2 separate regions of the Zea mays genome follow, and region 2 is linked to region 1. The links are chromatin contacts, called in public Hi-C maps. All regions are on one chromosome and are shown on one strand. The core of a region is the stretch at or near the end of the contact, and the rest is flanking DNA. Distances in the headings are between cores, read along the strand shown. Region 1 holds the start of LOC100273524. Region 2 holds the start of LOC541845 (glutathione transferase23).

Evidence for each region. Hi-C and Micro-C count contacts between places; a contact is called where the count stands out from the background.
Region 2: a Hi-C map of ear shows a contact between it and region 1, with 3 times the contacts expected there. The contact joins the promoter of LOC541845 here to the promoter of LOC100273524 in region 1. A contact is called at or near these places in 2 of 25 Hi-C or Micro-C datasets (ear and tassel).

The regions. Positions count from the first base shown.
Region 1 is chr7:133,466,311-133,469,133 of Zm-B73-REFERENCE-NAM-5.0, reverse strand. LOC100273524 reads left to right here and starts at 1,402. Exons shown (of 4, transcript NM_001147942.2): 1 at 1,402-1,536.
Region 2 is chr7:133,809,981-133,812,803 of Zm-B73-REFERENCE-NAM-5.0, reverse strand. It overlaps LOC541845 (glutathione transferase23), which reads right to left and starts at 1,396. Exons shown (of 2, transcript NM_001111524.2): 1 at 977-1,396; 2 at 351-876. The coding sequence starts at 1,294. The coding sequence ends at 526. It overlaps LOC103632874 (purine permease 3), which reads left to right. Exons shown (of 2, transcript XM_008654590.4): 2 at 1-257.

The sequences.
Region 1 (2,823 bases), core at 153-2,652:
CGCGCTGCGCGCGCATTTAATGCACCGCAGGGAGCCGTTGGCGCCGCAGGGAGCCGTTGCTCCGCTGGCACACCGGACAGTCCGGTGCACACCGGACAGTCCGGTGAATTTTAGCGGAGCGGCTGCCGCGCGAACCCGAGGCTGGCGAGTTCCGGGGGCCGAGCTTCCTTGGAGCACCGGACATGTCCGGTGCACACCGGACAGTCCGGTGAATTATAGCGCGCCGGCTTCCGAGAAATCCCGAGGGTGAAGAGTTTGAGTCTGGGTCCCCTGGTGCACCGGACAGGTACTGTTCACTGTCCGGTGGCACACCGGACAGTCCGGTGCGCCAGACCAGGGGTGCCCTCGGTTGCCCCTTTGCTCCTTTATTGAATCCAAAACTTGGTCTTTTTATTGGCTGAGTGTGAACCTTTTTCACCTGTATAATCTATACACTTGGGCAAACTAGTTAGTCCAAAGATTTGTGTTGGGCAATTCAACCACCAAAATTATATAGGAACTAGGTGTAAGCCTAATTCCCTTTCACAATCCAGCTTTCACAAATTCGTAGCTTACAATCCACCTTTAAAATTTAGGGTGAATCCAAACACCACCTAAATCAGTTTCCTTCCTTGCTACTGTCTCCAGTAAATTACAAATAGCGGAGGGGATTGAATGTACTAAAATCACCTTACTATTTGTTGCTAAATAGGCCCTTAGTGTGCCTCCTGAAATATGAATCTTTCCTTATCGTTATTCCCTTGATCTAACCAGAAAGCCTTGCTTAGTTTTGTAGCTAGGCAATAGGCATCTCAATTGTCCTATTCTTGAAGAAAACTACTATCTCTTCCCTTCTCTCCTGTTTTTATTCGTTAAATCATAATTTTGGGCCTGCCTTGTTTTCTCTTTTATCAGATTTAAATGAGATTTACTTTAATTTTAGCCGTTTAATAGTGTCTTAGGACATCTGGCTGACTCAAATGGCCTATGGCTACAAGGTCGTTTCCGTCTAATTTAAAACAGTCAGTTTATATAATTTAAAACAGAGAGAATATTTAGCAAATGAAATCAATGGATATTTGCTTGCCTAGTTGATTTTTGAGGAGAGAGAAGAATAGCTTAACGTAACAATTACATCGTGGCCGTATAGAAGAAGCTAGTTGATTTTGAAGACAGAGAAAAATAGCTCAATTCAACAGTCAGTTGCCATATAAAAAGAAGCTGAAAGCTGAAGCCGGTGAGGGCTATACAAAGAAGCCCATACATTCATAACTTGGAAAGAAAATAACACTTTTCTTTTTGCAAAATACAAAAAAAAAATCCCTTGACCGGACAGGTCCTGTGGCGGTCTGGTCCCTGCCAGTCAGTGCTCATCCTTTGCCTTATCTTTTCGCATAGTCGCATTCACCCAGCGTGCGCTCTCTTTTGCTCTCTCTATCTCTCTCGTGGCAACGACTGCGCGAGCGCCGGCGCCTACGCCAGGTGCCCAGGCCTCCGTCGGTCATTTCGCCAGGCATTCGTCGCGGGCTCTTCGCCGGCGACGAGCACACCCACCAAGTAGGCACACCATTCTCTTCCCTTCCTTCTGCGAGAAACTCCGAACCGTGTCTTAAGCTACTTGTATTATGCCTACTAGATTCGATTTTTTTTTACAAAGAAAAGGCTTTACATGTGTAGCCCCATGTATTTTGCTGGGTCCGCCCCTGTCTATATATCATGTACATCGTATATCTCTGAACTTTGGACATTTGAGATGGACAGTGCGTCATCATATCCTTGTTCTAATCAATGGCTTATATAGACTAAGATAACCGTCAATCGATGACTAAAGGCATTTGGTTATATCTGATGCTTTTCAGTTCTGAATCCGAGCAGTGCTTCTCTACATACAGTCGCATCTCGCAGTGGCGGATGCAGAACAAAATTCTAGGTGGGGCCGATAGTGTATGAGACAAATCATCAGACTAGATCATAACTGTAGATTAATGATAATAACACGAATGTTAAATAATAATATCTAGTGTTTCCAAAAACGATATGAATACCAAAAAACCTTTTTGGCTATCTAAAGTAGAGCTAGAGAGAGAAAATAGGTGGACTGACTAAGGACGAGGCACTAGGGCAGAGCAGTTGCACCGGCGTGTCGTTCTGGAGAGTCATCAAATTTGTCGTGAGATGGCGTTGGTGAGAACGATATGCAGGAGGAGCGAGTGCAGGAGGCGAGGTAGCGATAGATGACGGTGACAGCAAGCGATAGCCATTGTCGTGTTGCGACGGCGCGGAGAGACCCTAATGAGTTAGCGAGGGACAGATGACGCCACGATCCCACCAACAGCTTGCCCATCTGCTAATGCGGACTAGGAGGCAAAATATCAATGTTGTGTGCAGGATCCCGACGAGTCGACGAGCTGATGGGTGATGAGAAGGCAAGGTGCGCTGCAGCGGGCGGGTTAGGTCATCGACTTACTGGTCAGTCGATGACTGAAGAAACGAGTGAGCCACGAGTGGGCTTGCGCTAGGGAAGAGAATCAAATGGCTTAGATAAAGAGTGGACTGAGTAGTGAAACGTCGATAGAAAAATAGATCAAAATCTAATTTTTATTAGATTTGTCCACGCTAACTATACAAAAGTTTATTTATTTTGCTGTGTACCTAAACCTAGGCATAAAGGATTAAAAAATTTGAGGTGGGGCCATGGCCCACCTTGCCCACCCCTTGCATCCGCCCCTGGCATCTCGCATGCCTTTTGAATTGCAAAATTGTACCTAGTCAAGGTTTCGATTTTCGAGAATAGGCTTCTATCTAAGATGTTCAGCACTCGTGGTCCATTTCAGTGCACTTATC
Region 2 (2,823 bases), core at 147-2,646, 340 kb before region 1:
CGCTGCTGTGTGCTACGTGGATAGCGTCCTGAATCGTCGTCACCTGCAGCTGTCGCTTCTGGTGTGGGTGCTCTTCTGTTCGGCGGTGGACGTTGGCCAATACTGTGCTGCATGGTGTGTAGATGTACCTTGGCAGTACCACGTTCGGTTCGGACAGTAAGTCTGGACCGGCGCACTTTGTGGGCCGATCCCAGTACAGGACTGATCTAATCTGAACGAATATAAAAAAAAGAAGAAATGTCTGTTTCTATGTGTTACTTTCTGTTGCTACCTTGCACGCCTGAAGAAAATCAGCTACTGGGATTGGGCAACAGGCCAACAGTTTGACGCACCGTGCGGTGCCACGAAGGTTATGCATGATGTATATGCATTATTATGGGACTACCATTCTGAAATGGAACAGAGGGGCAGAGGTCATCCAAACCTCGGCTGCACTGCACAACGTGCAAAAGTGCAACCAGTCCTTATTCAGCAATATATGAGCGTCGGCGGTGAAACTAGCTGCTCCAGAATTACTAGCCATATCTACGCGGAGAGGAGCTGCTCACGGCGGGCCTTGTTGGCGGCGAGGAGCCTGTCCCTGTCGGGCAGGGCCGCCTTCACCACGTCAAGGGCGAGGAACCGACCGAACCAGGCCTTCATCAGCGGCAGCTCCTCGTGGGTGACGACGCTGGCGCCGGTCACCTCCTCGATGACGGGGAGCCAGTGCGCGAACCACCCGACGACGATGTCGAGGTAGCCCACGGCGTCGCCGCCGAAGAACTTCTTCCCCTCCAAGGCCGTCTCCAGGGTCTTGAGGCACTGCTGGGCCTCGTGCACCGCCTTGCGCTGCGCCTCGCCGGTCGCGGTGAAGATCGGGTACAGAGCAGCGTTGCACTAGAGTAGAGTACAGAGAAGTCAGTCGTCGCGGGGCTCGTCCGGCTGCCCTGCGTCAGTAAGTAGATCATGTGGCTGCACCGCAGTTCGCGCGTCGTACCTTGTCTTCCGCGAACCTGGCCCAGAACCTCGCCTGGGCGCGCTCGTAGGGGTCGCCCGGCATGATGGGGTAGCCGCCCTTCCAGACCTCGTCGATGTACTCCACGATGATGGTGGACTCCGCGACCGGCTTGCCGTCGTGGACGAGCACGGGCACCTTCTTGGTCACCGGGTTGTGGCGGAGCAGGTCGGCGCTCTTGTTGGCGAGGTCCTCGTCGACGTACTCGTACTCGACGCCCTTCAGCCGCAGCGCCCACTCCACCCTGATCACCATGGGGCTCGCCCACATCCCCAACACCTTCACGCCCTTCTCGGCCATTATTGCTGGAGCTCAGGCGCTGCTCTTCTGCTGCTGCTGCTGGTGCTGCAACTACAGTAGACAAAGAGATCTTGTTCACCTTATAGTATAGATCACAGTCACAGATCGCGAAGCCATGACAAGTCAACTGTAGGGGTTCCGGGTCATAGTTGCCTTCTGAGGAGACCACGGGAACCCGTGTTGTTTACTAGTATAATCGGGAGACAAGGACATCAGAGTGAGCCTACTGGGAGTGTTGCGTACTGATGAAGCCTCTTGAAGAAAAAAATACTACAGAGGAAAAGCCCAATTACGCTAAAACATAATGAACTTGGTTATTTGCAATTTTACACGTTCCATTTCAGAAAGGTACGTGACAGAGTGATGGCTGCACGACTCAAACCACTTGAAAGGTTTTTTTAAGAGGGTGCCCTCAATTTCGCTGATGTGCTTATTTTTATCCTTAGTTGTGTTTTTTTACTCAATTTTACCCTTTTAGTGCTATAGAACAGAAGGACAAAACAAAACTGAACAAAAAACACGACTAATGATAAAAATGAGCACACCAGCAAAACCGAAGACACCAGCTTAAAAAACTCAATTTTCAATTTATCTCCCCTCGTGCTCCAAACACGGCAAATCTCACCAGCGGCGCATGGCGGTTGCTCACAATCACATAAACACAACCACCTCCAGTTGGAGTTTATTACCACATTACATCACAGATCGTAAAGAAATGCGGATACCTCTGCTTCAGCAAGACGCAATGGCAACCCTCACAGGACGCGCATATGGCATGCGCGCATACTACTTACTACTCTCACGGGAATATTGGTACCAGAGATGCACCCCACAGCAAACTCTGCCCCAGGATCCTCTATCAGCAATCATAGGTCCCGTAAGCCTTGAGCGACATTCCTTGATATCCTTTCATGAATTGGTTCCTGGATTTTACAAAAAAAAAACATTGATTGTAAGTATTTGTTTGTCTGCTAAACTAGAAGCATAAACAAAGCCTTCTGCATACCTGTGCTTCCGGGATCTCGAATTTCGTCTTCGTGATGTTTCAAACAGGAAAATGTAGCGGCAGCGGGTATTCAACCAAACCATTATTCAATTAGAATAAAAAAAACATTCTTGCAACAGTTCCGTGTACAGAACGCGCATAAATTATGTTGGACACGCGATAAGATAAGGGGGAGCTTTGAAGTGAGAAACAACAACAGAAACTTATAGAGATACATACCGCCAGGTAGACATGTCCAAATGGACCGGCCCGGCAGTGGGCCCGTGACCCGGCACGGTCGTGGCCCGGCACGAGTATGGCCCGGCCCGACCGGAACCGTGCCCGGGCCGGCCCGGTCCGATAGCCGTGCCGGGCTTGGGCTGGCCGTCTGGCCCGCGGTGCAGACACGGGCCCAACACGGTTATTTGGTAGGCACGATAACGGCCCGTTTTAGAAACTTATTTTGTAACTGTCAGTCTGTTTTTAGTTATAATACTGATAATATGTTATTATATAAGAGTATTCTGAATTGTTATATGTGTTT